2 separate regions of the Anas platyrhynchos genome follow, and region 1 is linked to region 2. The links are chromatin contacts, called in public Hi-C maps. All regions are on one chromosome and are shown on one strand. Each heading gives the region's core, a stretch centred on a gene start, on an enhancer-like site or on the middle of the called end of the contact. The rest is flanking DNA. Distances are from core to core; before and after follow the strand shown.

What was found. Hi-C and Micro-C count contacts between places; a contact is called where the count stands out from the background.
Region 1: a Hi-C map of subcutaneous adipose tissue shows a contact between it and region 2, with 2.2 times the contacts expected there. The contact joins the promoter of DMXL1 here to the promoter of HSD17B4 in region 2. A contact is called at or near these places in 2 of 8 Hi-C or Micro-C datasets (liver and subcutaneous adipose tissue).

What each region holds. Positions count from the first base shown.
Region 1 is chrZ:67,403,032-67,408,175 of IASCAAS_PekinDuck_T2T, forward strand. It overlaps DMXL1 (Dmx like 1), which reads right to left and starts at 1,609. Exons shown (of 44, transcript XM_072031715.1): 1 at 1,389-1,609. The coding sequence starts at 1,475. LOC119714390 (a long non-coding RNA gene) reads left to right here and starts at 1,728. Exons shown (of 4, transcript XR_005261554.2): 1 at 1,728-2,534; 2 at 4,625-4,723.
Region 2 is chrZ:67,230,186-67,235,167 of IASCAAS_PekinDuck_T2T, forward strand. HSD17B4 (hydroxysteroid 17-beta dehydrogenase 4) reads right to left here and starts at 3,029. Exons shown (of 24, transcript XM_027446356.3): 1 at 2,871-3,029; 2 at 374-427. The coding sequence starts at 2,928.

The DNA of each region.
Region 1 (5,144 bases), core at 359-2,858, 170 kb after region 2:
ACTGTCAATTTTCCTATTGGATTTTCTAAAGGTTCAGTCCACCATTTCCAGGAAAAGGAATTAGATGTAGTACCTTTCACTTGTTAATGTTTCTGAGCATTGTAGTGACTTTAACATGGTGTTATAAAACAAGTAACAACAGGAAAAAAAACAACAACAAGCCCAAGATATTTCTGTTGTCAGTTTTAAACCTGAGGAAAAGGAATCTATTAATAACCTTCTGAGCAAAAGGACAAAAACCAAGATGAATGTGTCTATAGGAAACACTGTTACTATATTTATGTCAAAACAGATCTTGGGAACAACAGACCAATAGAAACAGGGAAAGCCGCACTCTCCAGTGGTTCCTTTCTCCCCAAAGAGAGATCCTCACCCCTTTTATCCATCAGGAAATCCTGACACTTTCTGGAAGTTAGGCTGTAGTAGGAGAGAGCTCTTCAGTGACACCGATAACTCGACCTCCTTCTCCCCAAGAAGGAACTTCTTGAGCTTCCCATTTGGACACCACATATCGAAACCTTTCCAGCACTTCACTGTACGCTAAACTTTGCCGCCTCGCTACGGCATTTCCCTACCACCTGTGGGTCTCAAACACTTCTGAATACATGAAACCAGAAGATCCAGCACAGTGGGCACGGGAAGCCACAACTGCTCCAGCTGCAGAAGGCTCCCAACATGAGCTGCCTTACAGCGGGGGGCTTTAGGGGAGCAGGCACAGCACTGACAAGGCCAGACCGGCTCCTCGAAGCCAACCCACGGGGAGCAGCGTGAGGGCAGGTGGCCCAGGACCCGTGAGGGTGCCCCGGCCCCCCTTCCCGTGCTGGCAGGGCACGGTGACATCCGTGAGCAGCGAGGAGAGGCAGGCTCAGCTCCTGCACCTCCATTTACCGCTGCCCTATCGGGCTCCGCACACGGCACAGCGACCAGAGGAAAACACGACTAAAAACAGCCGAGTTTTCGCTCATTTCGCTCCTCGTTTTCGCCTGAAGAGGAGAGGCAGACAGGGAGGGGGCATTTTGGAAGGGAAGGGGGCGGGGAGGGCACCCCCTGCACAGGCAGAAAACCCAAAACAAGAGGGAAAAGAGGAGGAGGGTGGGGGGGGGACACGGGGACAAGGCTGACACGGGGCAATGCGGGACCCCCCGGCCGGCTGCGGGGCGCCCCCCCCGCGAAGGTCGCGCCTGAGGGGCGCCGTTTATATAACAGCCGGGCGGCCACCGCCACCACCACGGCCACCACCACGGCCACCAGGGCCACCACCACCAGGGCCACCCCCATCTTCACGTGCGGTGCCCCGGCACGGCTCGCTGATGGCGGCCGCCCCCAGCCCGGCTGCCCCGCAGGTGCAGCGGGGAAGGTGCCCACCTCCCCGCCCCCCCCGGACTCACCGTGAAGGGCTGCCCGTGCAGGCTCCCCACCGAGAAGCAGTTGTCCCCCGGGTTCACGGCCCCCGTCAGCACCTGGTGCAGGTTCATGGCGACACGCAGGCGCCCGGCGCTGCCGGGACGCCGCCGCTCGGCCCTCCCTCGTCCCGCGGGCGGCGGCGCAGGAGGAGGAGGAGGAGGAGGAGGAGGAGGAGGAGGAGGCACTCAGCGTGGGGTGGAGTCTCCTCGGCGGGGCGGCGACAGCGGAGCAGCGCCCCCTACCACCCGCCTCGCCGCCCGCCCGCCACTGACTGCCGCCACTGACCGCCCGCCGCCTCGGCGCGCTTGGCTCTCGCGAGAGGCGGCCGGGATCTCGCGAGATTCCTCCCGCCGCCGGGCGGCCATCAGCCGCTGCGCATGCGCGCCGCGCCGGCCCTGAGGTGGTCGGGGTCTGTCAGAGCGGGCGGGGGGCGCCTCACGCCTCGCTGCGCCCGTCCCCGTCCCCGTCCCCTGTCAGGGGTTTGGGGCCGCCCGGCCCCGTGTCCCAAAGCAGCATCAGCGCTGTTGGGGCCGTCGTCCTCCCCCGTGAACCGCAGCGCCCGCAGTGACTTGCATTCTCTCGTTCCGGGGAGTGGTGCAAAGTCCGAGTCGCCCCTCACTATAATAATGCACTATGTAATGCACTGCTGCTGCAGAGTTTTATGCAAATAAACGAAAGATTTCTCTTATCTCGTCTTCTGACGTGACGAAAATTCACATTTTTCACTGTGTGTACATAGACATCCCCTCAAAGGGCCACGTTTCTTATGCTAGAGATAGACTTCTGTCACCCTAATCACTTATTTTGTTTGGGAAGGGATCAAAAAGCTTATCAAATTACCAGTGAGTCCAACCAAATTGATCTTATCCTTGCCAGGAGCAACGCTCACAAACAGATAATTTTATCCTTCTTTCAACTGCAGAATCTGATAGAGCAACCCTATGGATTTTTAAGGTAACAAAAATTTTCACTGGTCCTGAGCAAGAAAGTGAACTGTGGCTGAGCCCTGTCAGGAGCCCCCCCCTTGCCATCCCCTTCTGGGCCCAGGCGGTGAACCAGCCCAGCCGTGGTTGCAGCCAGCCGATACTCCTTCCCCAGAGGATGGTTCCAGAATATGCCGGACAGAAAAGGTCAGAAATCCTGCAGAACTACCTCGTTACTCCACAGGAGTAAAATGCATACGATCTGCAGCACGGCAAGGTACCAGGGTGACAGCAGAAAGCAATCCCAGACCTCAGTCTGATGAAGAATTCAGGAAGAAGGGGAAATTTAGAACACTAATTTAAAAAAAAAAAAAAAAGTAAAAGCAAAAGTTTCCCTGATAAGTGCTGTTTAACCTACATCTAATTACAACATAGTATGGTATGTTTACAGCTGACATACCCAAACATGCTGATATGGCAAGAAAATAAGGAACCTCTCATTTCCTTTCTATTTAGATTTGGTCTTTTTGACTGCAGATTAGTTTGTTTGCTTTATTGTGTAACAGAATGGATGTTGCCTTTTTCTTCTCTTTTGTGACAGTGAGAGCCTATACAATGGCCTGTCAGGCACATACTTCCCATATTCTGGCTCCCACCCCACCACCTTCCCCTTCCCACCCTTTGCTGTCAGCGGTCAGCTTTTGCACGCGAGCTGTCACTCTATGCTGCCAATCCCTGAAGCTGCTGCTGTGCATCTTCCACTTCTCAGCCTGGGGAACAGCAAGGGCAGCCACCAGAAGTGGGGCTTGTGCACACTTTCCTCCATGCGGTGCCCCATCTCACTTCTCCTGCAACATCTGTGAATTCAGCTACAGACAGAATATGTACAGTATGTTTTGTTATATCAAAGTGAATGCATTGTTTGGCACTAATAAATTTCAGCTCCGGCCTGTGCGTTGTCATGCTACAGGAAATAAATATGTTTCAATACAATTCAAAGTATATTTATACCTCGTATTTTTGAAGAAGCAAAAAAACAGGTTTTTCTTGGAGTTTCGAACCTTGACAGTGATTAGAAAGTTAAAAAAATATCATAAAGTTGATAGCCACCAAGAAAGTATTTTTTTATGCTTTTTGGTCATTTTGCTTATTTTTTCTCACCTTCTTCTAAGCAAATAGTTTGTCCAAAAAGCTGTTTATTTTTCTTCCCACTCAGAAGAGTCTAAAAAATGGGAAAGGCGTTAAATTTGCCCTATGAGATTGCAAAACACCAAGGCAGGGTCCTTTTCAATGTCTTGCCCCTGACATCAGTAAATATTCTGTTTTACAGTCCCTGAGGAGCTGTAATTCTCACAAGCCAAGCTGCTGATTACCATCATTCAGAACTCCTGCTGCGCATGCTCACTCAGTTCTCACCTTTGGCATTTCAAGGGTGAACCATATAAAATATGCTCAGTATCAGAATAGCATAAGATGGGAAACACTCTTACTTCCTAGGGTAACATATAGTGGCTGTGGCCTTTCTGAAATGCTGCCAGAACTGCAGCTTTTGTGCATGCATAGAAAAGCTTGGAAGTGAATGATGTACAGCTTTTTGTATTATTGGACAAAGCATTATATTTTCAGTAACAATCAGACCTTTAAATGCTCCAAAAAGCAGTGTACCAGGTATATACAAACACATCGTGCCTTAGTCTTGCTAAGGCACATCTTGCTTGTATTTCACTAGTAAATCCTGAAGAAGTCCAAATGAGAATTTTAAGTTATGTTCCTGCGTGTCTGTTCTAAAATGAAAATTGCACTTGTGCAAAGCAAATCCAAGTTAATGGTATTCTTTGGTGTAATGTGGTAGAAAATCAATGCAGATTTGTAAATTACTTCATTTGCACAAATGCAATGACATATTTTGTGTTCTTTCTCTGCAATAAATATCCATGAGTCACTCATTAACAGCAGTGAGCTTGCTTATGTCAATGATACACAGGAAGCTTTGAAAGAAGCTGACATTTTAAGTGGCACATTTAGTGTTTGTCAACAGTACTAGTAAATGTTGTTTTCTTCCCTTAATTTCTTAAAAATCATATACAGGTATGTAGCTTTTTCTTTTTTTTTTTTTTCCTTTTTTCTTTTTTCTTTTTTCCTTTTTCTTTTTTTTTTAAATCTTTTTATTTCTTATCAAAAGGAATTCATTATATTCTAACTTACTATTTAGTAAAACAATGCACTCTAGCAGGGAACAACTGTTCTGCCACATGTACTCATTGACTTTGTATTTCATGCCCTTGATCTTTCTGCAGGGATGTGGACACCAAAGGCAAAATCCTGACCTTAGTGAGGGTAAGAGGAAGATTCCTGACTGACTTCCCAAAGATCTGGAGCTCACCCTCATTGCCCAGGTGCGAATGATGCGAAGGAGTACTTGATTCTCTTCTTGAGCTTTCAAGACGTTTGGCAATATAAAAAGAGTGAAAACACAGCAAGGTGCATGAAATGTATAAATATATAAATATTGTCATTTAGTAGTATGGTCCTAAACAGTCAATCATTTTGTGAAGCCTTTCTTTTAAGGCAGCTTGTTTAGTTGATTTCTTCTGTACCCTGTGTTTTACATCTGTAGCCTCCAGGTTAGAGTGACATTTGCTTGTTTTTTTTTTTTGTTCTGTTTTCGTTTGGTGAAAGACATTTTGTAACAGTTCACATTGTTACCTCTCTTAACATTTGCAGTGCAGTACATTCTCTTTTACGTCTGTGATCTGACAGAACCTTTTACTTGTTGAAGGAGATACTTGCTGACTGGTATCCTTAGGTAAAAATCCT
Region 2 (4,982 bases), core at 1,779-4,278:
CTCTCCTGGGAGAAGGCAGAAGAAGACACACATTCACACTTCTGAATGGTCATATTAAAAGTTTATGAACAGTACTCACCTGAAATTATACCCTTTGTCTACAACTCACAGTAAAGACTGGTATATATGGATGAAATACAAGTCAGGGCGATTATCTGACTCAAACTTTTTTCAACGATAGTAAGCTCTTGGACAATCTCAGGTAACTTGTTTCATAATAAAGCATTGAAGCAAAATTTAAATTGCATCAGATAAGACAGAAAATTATTGTATAACAAAGGTTACTGTTAGAAAGGGCACAGATTATTGAACAACAGCCATGTAAAAAGGTAAAGGTTAGTATCTCGATCGAGTTTGTTAAGATAAAACTTACCAACCACTGAAGCTCCTCTTTCAGCAAAAGCGAGTGCATAAGCTCTGCCCAAACCTAGTTTAAAAATAATTATAAAAATAAAGTTTAAAAAGAGTTAAATTTTGGAAACAAAATAAAATGCATGAACAAAGATGCACCAAATCAACATAAGAATCCTGCAGGTTTTAAGTAAAATTCCATTTCCCCCTGGAGTAGTTGCACAAAAAGCTGAAAAGCAGATCAGCAGATAAATTCTTGACAGAACCTCCAGTTAAGAGAAAAAAAAATTGCCCATGCTTACTTTTTGTTACTGCACTCAGAAGAACCATCAGGGAAAGCTACCTGCCGCTGTCTTTGTGTTTGTGACAGAAAAATATATTGGTAAAGCAGAAAATTTAATGTCTTGACACAGCTTTGCAGGAGGGGATGTTTCAAGTTAATTAATTACATTCCAAGTGAATAAGACACTTTCCTGGTTAAAGTTAGTCTTTGAGATTTGAAGAAGAAACTTACAAAACAACAAAAAATAATTAACTGTGACAGAAGATGTAGTGACAAAATTCCTCCGAGTATTTCAGTACAAAGGAATCACCTAGTACCACAGCTACCCAAACACATACATAGTTTACCTACTGTAACAGTAGAATGTAATTTTTACCTCACATACACAAGCAAGACTTTTGCACCTTTATTCTGATTTACATTCTAGGTGTGTTAAACACTAGTTACTTGCAGTAACAAACCATTTACTCACACAGATATTATTCACTGAATCAGTCAAAAATCACTATTGAAATTCACGATGAAGATTTCAAACTAAGATTTGAATGATCAAAAGATGATAAAAAACAAAACCAGAAAAAGGTTTCTCATGTATTTCTCAATAGTAGCTATTTGTCCCTCCCCAACACATTCAATGCCATTTCTCAAAGGAAAAAAAAAAGAACGTCAGAACTGTTTAGACTGTTTTGAAATACACTAAACTCACAACACCAATTTTGAACTTTCCTTAAGGCTCCTGTGAGCCTCTGCAAGGGATAGTAACACTTGAGGTGCGTGTACTGCTTGATATAAACAAGGCCCCAAAAGAAAACTTTTTTTTGAAAAGCCAAATGATTGAGGTTTACAGATCCAGGTAATGTGCCAGTGCTCTCAACTGGCAAAGCTCATCTCAAAATAAAATATATATAAATAAATATGTAGTTTGAATTGCAGAAACAATGACAGTGCTGCATTACAGGCAAGTACAATGTATTCTTCATAGGCGATTTGCCCAAAGTGAAAGCTATCGTATTTTTAGATGCCTGTCTATGCAAAAACAGGTCTCACTTTGAAACAAAGGGATCAGCAATACAAATAAATTCCCAGCTCTCATGTGTTCACTGACATTCAAAAAAAAGTCAACAAGCAATGCTATTAGCGGTATATACTAACTACCATGTTGTAAACTAGATGGAAGCAAACTAATAACTAACATGAAGTTAACAGAGCTTCCCTTTATTTAATCACCTATTCGTCAAAAAAAAATTGCTGTGAAATAAGACATACAACGACAGTTTTCTCTATCAACAAACCATTTTCGATCAGCCTAAAACTAGAAATGCAAGGGTGTAAGGGTCACGATAGCCATGCTTATGACAAGCGATTTTTGCCCCATGTGCTGGTTTCTGGAAGTTTTGTTATTGACACAGGTTTTTGTTTATTTGTTTCGCTATTACCTAAGAAATTAACATCTACTTCAGTAACATTTGCTGTCTAGCAAGAAGCACATCAGTACAGGTCCGGGAAAAGCAGAAAAGCATCACACAAAAACCTGGCCTCAATGTCTCTTGAGGAGAAAGCGACAAGTATCGGCCAAGTGACACCCAAGTGACATGAATCTGACCACTCAGTGCTTTCCACAGAATTCCTCATTCCTCATCCACAAGACATGTGGTGCACAGGGACATGGTTTAGGGGGTGGTAGGGGGTGGCTGGACCAGATGATCTGGGAGGTCTTTCCCAGCCCTAATGGTTCCCTATCAGTTTGGGGCCCAGAAACGAGTTCTTGGTATGTGCTCACAGCTCCACAAAGGCATAAAAAAAAAAAAAAAAAAAAAAAAAAAGGGAGGAGTTCACTGTGGAAACACAGCGTGCCCTCGGAGGGTTGTGGAAAACAACCAAAACTCCTCCAGCAGCTGAGAACCACCCCAAACTTCGCACTCCCAGATGGCCATCACGGAGCTGCCCGGGTCAAGGCGCGGCTCTCGGGGCAGCCGCACGCCCCCGAGCTCCCCTCCCGGCCGGGGAGCGGCCAGCGGGCCACCAACATCGGGACGGGACGGGACGGGACGGGACCGCAGCCCCCCGGGCAGCCCAGGCACCTGCCGCCGCCGCCCCGCTCCCTCCCTCCCTCCCCGCCTCAGCTCAACGCGCTGCTCACGCCCGGAGCCGCTCGCACACAGCCGCGGCCGGGCCCTCGGCAGGGCCCCGGGAGCCCCCCGCTGCCACCAGCAACGCCCCCGGGGCCGCCGCTCACCTCCTCCGGCGCCGGTGACCAGCACCACCCGGCCGTCAAACCGCAGCCCCGCCGCCATGGCGCTGCGCTGCGCTGCCCGCACCCGCCGCCGGGACGGCCCCGCTGCGGGCAGGGCTCGGGGACGGGGATGGGGCCGGAGGGGGCGGTGTCGGAGGGGGCGGGGGAACCAGGCCGCCGCCGCCTTCTGGGAAATGTAGGCAACGGCGGGGGTGCTTCAGATCGAAAAATAAAGTGGAATAGATCACGTTTTTTTCTCCCAGATGTGCTCAGTGTGTGTGTGTGTCTCTTGTCCTGGCACTAGGCACCACTGGAAAGAGCCTGGCGCTGTCCTCTTTGCTCTTTCCCTTCAGGTATTTCACAGAATCACAGAATTTCTAGGTTGGAAGAGACCTCAGGATCATCGAGTCCAACCTCTGACCTAACACTAACAGTCCCCACTAAACCATATCGCTAAGCTCTACATCTAAACGTCTTTTAAAAACTTCCAGGGATGGTGACTCCACCACCTCCCTGGGCAGCCCATTCCAATGTCTAACAACCCATTCGGTAAAGAAGTTCTTCCTAATATCCAGCCTAAATCTCCCCTGGTGCAACTTTGACCCATTCCCCCTCGTCCTGTCACCAGGCACATGGGAGAACAGACCAATGGACATCTCCCTTGGCCTTCTCTTCTCCAAGCTGAACAGTCCCCACTCTCCCAATCTTCCCTCACAGGTGATGCACTCCAGTCCCTCCATCATCTTTATAGCCCTTCACTGGACTCTCTCCCATATATCCATGTTCCTTACACTAAGGTGCCCAGAACTGGACCCATCGCTCCAACGGTGGCCACACCAGTGCTGCGTAGAGGGGAAGGATCACCTCCTTCCACCCGGTGGTAATGCTTAGCCTAATGAAGCCCAGGATACCATTAGCTTTCTTAGTGCCAAGGGCACACACTGTCTGCTCATGATTAATTACATGTCCACCAGGACCCCTAGAGCCTTTTCTGCTAAGCTGCCTTCCAGAAGGGTAGCCCCCAGCATAAAATTATTAGGGTTGGAAAAGACCTCCAAGATCAGCTGGTGCATCCATCACTTTACTACCAACATCACCCACTAAACCATGTCCCTAAGCACCATGTCCAACCTTTCCTTAAACACCCCCAGGGACAGTGACACCACCACCTCACTGAGCAACCCATTCCAATGCCTGACCACTCTTTCTGAGAAGAAATGTCTCCTCATTTCCAACCTGAACCAACCCTTGCACAACTTGAGGCCATTCCCTCTAGTCCTCTCAAGAGTTCACTCTACTGAGACCTGGGGTTAACATCAGCCCAGTACATGGGCCTCTCTGGGAAAGTTTATCTAAGAATGGGTAAAAAGCACTGTGTAACTGCTGCAGGAGAGATGAGAGAAAAACATGCAACAGAAACCACAGTCAGTGAAGAAGGAGGTGGTGCTACAGAGCAGGCCCTGCAACCTTTAGAGAGGAACATGATGATGCAGGTTGTCCTCCTACAGGCTGTGGAGGACCACGTTGGAGCAGATAACCATACTGCGGCCCATGGATATGGCATAAAGGAAGCTGCAGCCCTTGGAGCCTACATGGGAGCAGGAACTGTGGGCCATGAGGGACTCACACCAGAGTGGTCTGTTCCTGATGGACTGTATCACATGAGAGGGACCTCATGCTGGAGCAGGGAAAAAGTGTGAGAAGAAAGGAGCAGCATAGAGGAATTGCTAAGGACTGACTGAAATCCCCATTCCCCAACTCCTGCTCCAGCATGGGGGTAGAGGTAGAAGAGTCAGGAGTGAAAGAGTGGGGTTGAGCCTCAGAAGAAAAGGTGGAGGATAAGGTATTTTTAATATTTTTAATAACTTTTAAATAATTTTTAATAATTTTTTGTTTCTTTGTTTCTCAACATACTACTCTATTTAAGAATGAAAAAAAAAAAAAAAGTCTTCCCCAAGTCATCATTTTTTCCAATGACTGGTAAGTGATCTTCCTGTTTTATGTCAACACACAAGATTTTTGGTCTTACTTTGTCCCCTGTCCTGTTGAGGAGAACAGCTGGGTGGGTATCTGGCAGCTGATCAAGGTCAACCCACCACAAAGGCTTCGGTTCAG